Linked DNA regions of Zea mays: region 2 is linked to region 1. Evidence: chromatin contacts called from public Hi-C data. All regions are on one chromosome and are shown on one strand. The core of a region is the stretch at or near the end of the contact, and the rest is flanking DNA. Distances in the headings are between cores, read along the strand shown. Region 1 holds the start of LOC100384137. Region 2 holds the start of LOC100274910.

Region 1 (3,690 bases), core at 627-3,126:
GTGGACCAGCTGCGTGGCAAGTACTACGTGCGGAAGAAATATTAAAGGTTACCAGAGAAAAATAATGGGTATGTCTAGGTCAGGCGAACGCTGACAGCAACAGTTATAAATTTCTCGTAATCAGAGCCGTATTTATTTAGCGGTCCACGCATGCATGGCGTGGCCGCGTGGGGGCCGGAGGGAGGGGGGCAGGTGTTTCTGCGGAGTGGGGACTATAAACGGACCGTGCCGGCCTCGGCCCACAGGCCCCAAGCCAGGTCCAAGCATGGCCCGTAAGGTTAATAATCATGTCAGGTCGGTTTATAGGTCGACGGGTCTAATAGGCTTATAACAATATATGATATTTAAATAATAAAATATCTTTAAAGTATGAATTTTTTAGGGTTTAAACCATATTTATTAGCTTTAAACATTTATTTACAACCACATAACTAAAAAAACACATGTTTCTTGTTTTATACTATATATTTAAGTATAATATATGTATTTATATGAAAAAAATATAAAAAAATAAAATCGAGCCGTGCCGGGTCTAGTCCGTCGTGCCACGCCTTCGGCCTAGGCACAGCCCGGTGACCGGGTTGGACCAGCACGGGCCCGGTTCACTACGTGCCGTGCCGGGTTTCGGACCGCCTGGCAAGTTCGATCCGTTTGGACATCTATAGTGGGGACAGAGCACAAGTGGATGATCCAAATGTATTGACACAGTACTGGTGCTACTGCTAGTGTTCTAATTTATCCAAAAGTAAGCATACCTGCAGCAACAAGTTAAAGGATTGTTTGGTTTTTTTTAGTCCAGCAACAAAAAAATAAGATATGTCTAAAAACCTTGTATTAAATGGAGCTGTACCTGCCTAACGCATGCACACTAGGTGTTTAGGATACATCTAGGTTCTAAATCCATTATAGAACTGTAGTTAGTTTATAATATTAATTTAAATAGTTTGAACAACATTTTTAATATAAATAATAAACAAATGATTCTAAAGAAATACAATTCTAGCTTCACTACTTTCTAGAGCATCTAACCCCACATTTTTTTAAAACTGAAACTGTATCAAACAGCACCATATACTCTACCTTGTGCACTTAATCACAGCGCCCACTGGTTTTATTGCTGCGGCTGCTCGCATCTGGCTGTGATGGTGTCGCCGCTGATCCACTCCGGTGTCCGGTCGGTGGAGTTAGAGAGGTCCACCGTCCACGTGAACCGGGCGCAGGGACAGGGACGCGGTCGCCGAGGCGCATTTATTGTGGGCCGGACGAGTCGTACGTACGCGCCACGGCGCCAGGGAAAGAGTGCAGGAGAGGCAGTCCTGGTCCCTGCCCCGCGTGGAATCGCGTGACAGCGTCGGCTTCTCTGCTAGTATGGTACTCCTACTCCTACTGCGTAGGAAGCAGGGTACGTACTTCTTTTGGACCGTGTCGCCCTAGCTTTCAGACAATGTCCCGTGGGTCCGGTAAAAATGGGCTCCACTCGTCGGCGAGAAGAGTACGGAGTTTCCCAGGTGAAGGATGTACGAGCTGTGGCTGGTAGTGAATGAATGGAGTAGTCGGAGGCGGCAAGAGGGGCGTGGTGCACATCCACGTCACCCGCGGCGGACGCCGAGACACTGAGACAGGCACACCTGACCGGAGGGCGGGGTCTTTCTCTTCTTTTCTTTCTTCTTTCTCCGCCCCCACAGGCCATAAGGCTGAGTCCAGTGCACAGCCTCTCTCTCGCCCCTGCCACGTCAGCTCTCGCCTCCACTCTCGCCTCTGCTGCTCCAGTGCACAGGCTATAGCAGGCTATAGCCTCAGCCCACATCCACATCAGCTTTTCTATTTCAGGATTAAATAATTCACACAGATTTGTTTCAACGCTTACAAATCACACAACATAATATTTTTTATTGAATTTAAAATTACAAAGTGTATAATAATTAAAAGAAAAGTACATGACAATTAAAAAATTACATAACAATTAATAGAAAATTACATAAATCTAATTATGACCTCCAACAGGTAGAGATATTTATAGATGGATTGGGAATGAAATTTGTGATTTTTTGCAATTTTTTTCGAATTTTTTGGACTCTAAACGGTAAAAAACGGCTAGTCCACGTGGCACACATGGACCAATCACGTCGCGCCACCGCACTCTCGCCCGCCTCACTCTCGCCCCGTCAGTGCGTCGCCCCCCTCTCGCCTCCCTCTCGCCCAGACGCGCGCGCCAACGCGGGCGAGAGCGAGGCGATATCGCCCGCTGTCGCCGGGCGTGAGTGCCGTCGCCCTCTCTCTCCCTCTCGCCTGCCTATCGCCTCACGCGGGGCGGTAGAGGGCCCTTCTCGCCTCCCTTCTAGCCCCATTGGCACCAGCCTAAGGCTGAGTCCAGTGCACGAAGCTTTTAACTTCGCGTGCTCGTGCTGTTCGTCTGCGGCACGAGACATGGGAGGGCAGGCTGGGCAGCTACGCCATGTGGGTCCCGTCCTCTCGTTCGGACAGGCAGATTCTTTCTCATCTTTGGCGTGTGGCCTCAACGTTCTTCGCATGTTGTCCTAGCCGCTCCACATGGCATCGTACACCGTCGTTTACACAGACAAACCATCAAGTGCTCTCTAGGCAAACACTGTGGTACTGGATCGCCGCCACTGTGTACTCTAGGACGGCCTCGCGAGTGCGGGGGATCAGATCTTGACCGGCCGCGCGCCACCCGTCCAGATCGCGCGTGGCGGGAGCGTACGTACGCACCAGGTGTCGTGCGCCGCGCACGCAGGACCCGCGGCACCCGCCCTCATCGTGCCGCCGTGCGGGCCTGACAGCACGAGCAGTAGCCAGTCCCCCCACGCCGACGGCGACGCGCGCCGCTTGCGAAGGCGACTGCGCACCGAGTCCTTGCGCGCCCGTCACGGGGTGTTTGGTTCTCCGATAAGTTTAATTCGTGTATTATCAAATACTGTATATATCATTATAAGTATTAAATATAGATTTAATTAATTCGTCTAGTAATGCCGCAGCTGGCCCGCGGCGCGCGCCTAGCTTTAGCTAGTACCTACTCCTAGGCCCTAGCCAGAGGAACTTGGCTTGGAAGATCTATAGATCTGTTGCTGTTGTTAGGCTGCACCTGCACGTACAACTCGTCCCTGGCAAGTCATTATTTTTTCCCCTATAACCAGCCGACGATTCGACGACACACTAGACGAAGATACGTGCCTAACCTCCCTTCTTATATATTAGGTTTCCACACAAAGCCAATTTGAGTGTCTGAATCGTGCCTTCTCAAGGGCGAGCTGCGGCCTGCGGCGCTGCACCGATGGACGCAGGCACGGCACGGTCTGTTTGGAACGGCTTCGGCTCCGGCCGCGGGTTCTCCGAAAATGACCATAACTGGATTCTCTTCAGGTACTACTTGTTGAATAATTAGACAAATTTCAAATTAAATTTCGAATATAAATCATGACTAAATTAGAAGAACTGAAATAAAAGTCAAATCAGATGATACGTACTGATTAGACTTACTGATAGATGGCGCACGCCGGAATCAGCAGGGTCGACGAGGTCAGAAGATCACGAGCAGTCGCGTGAAGACGCTTCCCAAAAACCTTATTCGCCCTCTCCCGGTGCAGGATCTAGAAGACGAAGGGTTCCGGAGACCTGCTCTCCTGATCGCAGATGCACCTCTACGGTCGGGACGAAGGGAACTAAAAGGCG
Region 2 (3,690 bases), core at 510-3,009, 320 kb after region 1:
ACTAGGTGTAAGCCTAATTCCCTTTCACCATGAGTGCGTCGTAGGGCAAGTGACGTGCAGGCCATTAATGTGTCGCGGTCCCGGGAGCTCGTAGGTCATGAATGTGTATTTGACCCGAGGGGTTATGAGTGGGAAGTGGATCGGCGCCCGCGCTATGGCTCAGTGCCAAGCATGGTTAAATGTGGTCGGCTATTTATGATAGGCCAGTCTAAGGCCAGACGCGTGATCCACTCGAGTGATTCCCTTTCGACAAGCTCGTCCCCTCCCATCTAGTTCCGTCACGCCCGACCTTGGGCTCGATGGCGCGAGGTTCGACCGGGGGTGGACTCTTTCAGGGTTGACGTATCCACCTCTCTCAACTGACCAACGACCCCAACGATCAAGGGCTCTTTCCTCATTGCACTATCTAACTGGCAGGTCCTAGAGACCAGGGATCATTTCCTCGATAAGTGTAATCCCCGAGTCAATTACCAATGGAAGTCCTTTATCTTAGCTACGTTCCGTTTTAGCACTTTGATAATTGTGAAGTCAATGAATATGTTGGTGTCTTCGACATCTGTTTCTTGTAAGTCTAATACCCTTTATGTTATTATTAGAGCATTGTGCAATGGTATTTTATCTATGTAATCGTTGTGTATGTGAGTTCTTATCCTTCCACGTACATAGTTCACATTCGGTTTGACTTCTGAAACCGGGTGTGACACACAAGCTATATGCTAGTGAGGGCAAGGGGGAGGGAAGGGTTGAAAGATAAGGGATAATGCAAATAATATTGTCCATTGGATTTATGTGAGTAAGGGAGAGTGAGTTATCCAACGATCTGAACCATTGGTTTTGATGGTCTGTTAAGCCTAAGTGCAATTTATTTGGTGGATTTAACCATGCACGAGTATAGGGACGTGCTCACGCACATAGCCATGGTGTTGACCATGGAGGCGGAGCGACTAGACGTGCCCTTCTAGTTTAACCTAGTCGTATCCCGGTTGGAGGCGCTGGACATGGAGTAGCTCCAAGTGAAGACATGTGAGGTGCGGGCCATGAGCTTATGACCTCCAGTCTATAGCTGCACTACCTCCTAGCCTCCCCTGACGACTCTGGCAAGGATGGCTGCCACCAACAGAGCAACGACATCGACAGTTATCAACGACACCTGAGCCTAGAGACCAGTGTGTCCCGTCGATGTCGTGCGCGGACACGTTCCTATGTGCGATGTGGGGCCTATCACCCAAAGTGGTGGTGGTGGTTACAAAATAGAGTCGTGGCACAACGTCGCGACGATGATGAAGCGGTTCGTGGAGGCGCTAAACTACTACGTGCATCGTCTGGTGGTGCAAACCTTTAGGGCTTGTTTGGGACAAAGGGTAATGGAGGGAATTGAGGGGGCTATAATCCCTCACTATTCAAAATTAAGTAGTGAGGGATTTTAGCCCCCTCAATCCACTCCATTACCTTTGATCCCAAACAAACCCTTAATGGACTAATAGATACTCCCTCCGTTTCTTTTTATTTGTCGCTGGATAGTGCAAAATTGCACTATGCAGCGACAAATAAAAAGAAACGGAGGGAGTATCTTTAATGGGGTAATTTCTTCATGCTACCCATCTCCAATTCTCACTTATGCTACCTCTGTCGACAACTATTCTTTTTTAGACCGTAGTGTTAGCTAGAACTATATAACAGTGTGCATAAACAATTGGCCCATCGTATAAAAAGAAGACCACTCCATCGCCCGGAGAAGTTTCAAAGAAAAAGAACATATTTCCGCATAATTGCTCTTTCCGCCTTATAAACCAGCGGTCCTTTTTCTTTTCTTCGAAAACACTCCTCTAAGCCACCAAACACTTGCTATGCCCGCTCCTCCCCGCGCACTGCTCAGCACGCCGTGCCCGTGAGACCATGGACGCGAGCGCGGCCACCGCCAGGCGCAAGCGCAAGCGCCCCGACGCCGACATCACCGGCGACGCCGACGCCGCCGCCGCCGCTGCCGCTGCCGCCGCCCCGGTCGCCGTCGACGAGGCCTCGGACGCCGAGGTCGAGGAGTTCTACGCCATCCTGCGGCGCATCCGCGACGCCTCCCGCCGGCTGTGCGGCGCCGGCGCCCGGCCCGCCCCGCGCGCGCCGGCGTGGCGGCCCAGCTTCTCCTGGGAGGACTTCGCGACCCCGGCCCCTGGCGCGCCGGCGCCTGAGACCCCGACCCCCACGCAGCAGGAGCCGGCGCAGCCGCGGCCCGACGAGCCTGTAGCCGTCGTCCGCGCTACCGCCCCGTCGCCGCGTGCCGGGCTGGACCTGAACGCGGAGCCGGAGCCGGAGGCGCCGGCCACCCCTCGCTCGGCGCGCGTCCAGGCGTAGCGTAGCGTAGCGCGCGGCGCATCGTCACCTGCCTCCTGCACCGCGCCAGCCAAGGAGAGCCGTAGCGTGGGGCCGTTGGGCGTGCGCGTCAGCTCGGCTGCTGCTGGGAGGTGGCTGGCCCGGTGAGTCGGTGATGTCATGTCAGCCGAGAGCCGACGGTGGTCGCAATCGTCCGCGGGCGGCACAGCACAGCACACACAGTGCGTACCTTCCCCTCGGTGAATTACTGATCCGAATCCCCATCATGTAATCGTAATTTTTTTAGTGGCTCTCTTTGGTGCGCTGCTCCGTGTGGACAGGTGAGACTGGTTCGTTGCTTTGGTTGCAGGAAAATACCTTTTAATCGGAGCAGTTGATGTACCGTCCGAAAAAATGACGTGTTTAACTATTCGTTGCGTTTTATGTATTATTTTTAACCTATGACTGCTAACGATGGCATGTTTATTAGTTTTATGTATACAGTATTATATTAATGATATATACTATTAATATAGCATAGCTTTTGGACTTGAATGGATCTGTCCGTTCGCACACATATTATTGTAGCACATTTCTTCTGTGATGAACAAACTGTAATTCTTTTTCTTACCGATTTGGAAGGTTAATTAATTAGGATAGTGTTTCGTAAAAAAGAAGAGTACCTCTGTTGTCATAGCATCTTCATGAGTACCCAATAAAAATTTGCAGCATATATATTTTTGGACTAAAAAGCATCGTCAACAATTACCAATCCCACCTGCTACTATCTTGTAGCGCTGGAAAAACTCCCCCCCCCCTCCCCCCCCTGATCCGCGGATAATTTTGTGGACTTTTTATTTTGTCGCGCTCGCGCATGCAGTATTTCATTTATTTTTTACTTGGTGAATCGTAACCCGTCGGCCGTCCATGTGTACAAGGCTTACTGTACGAGCTGTTGACTTTGTAGGCACACGTTTTGAGTGCGCCGCTGCCGCCGTTCCATTTCCCTTCACAAAAAAGCAAGTTGATATTGCTACTGATAGGCGAGCCAACTTTGATTGCTAACCATCGGACAGCACCAGGGAAGGACAAATGTATTCCGACGCTGTACGTAAATAATTGAGAAAGAACCATTCATTACCTTGGTTGTATGGTCAAGTCAAAGCAAGTATATGATGACACATTGTCATCGTGGCCCCGAATACAGTATATAGTAGCTCTTGACCAGACATGGAGCCTAAAGCACGCAATCAGTTGCTTGTTGGAGCGATCGATCTACGTCAAGATTATTGGCAAATCAAGTCTAGAGCCCGACCATCTCGATCTGTGTACGAAGCATCACAGATTCACGACTTCCGTTTCGGTACTACGCGGGTACGTACG

What was found. Hi-C and Micro-C count contacts between places; a contact is called where the count stands out from the background.
Region 2: a Hi-C map of leaf shows a contact between it and region 1, with 7 times the contacts expected there. The contact joins the promoter of LOC100274910 here to the promoter of LOC100384137 in region 1. A contact is called at or near these places in 2 of 25 Hi-C or Micro-C datasets (ear and leaf).

What each region holds. Positions count from the first base shown.
Region 1 is chr3:22,683,577-22,687,266 of Zm-B73-REFERENCE-NAM-5.0, forward strand. LOC100384137 reads left to right here and starts at 1,877. Exons shown (of 1, transcript XM_020550673.2): 1 at 1,877-2,541. The coding sequence starts at 2,032. The coding sequence ends at 2,541.
Region 2 is chr3:22,998,866-23,002,555 of Zm-B73-REFERENCE-NAM-5.0, forward strand. LOC100274910 reads left to right here and starts at 1,760. Exons shown (of 1, transcript NM_001149162.2): 1 at 1,760-2,756. The coding sequence starts at 1,897. The coding sequence ends at 2,349.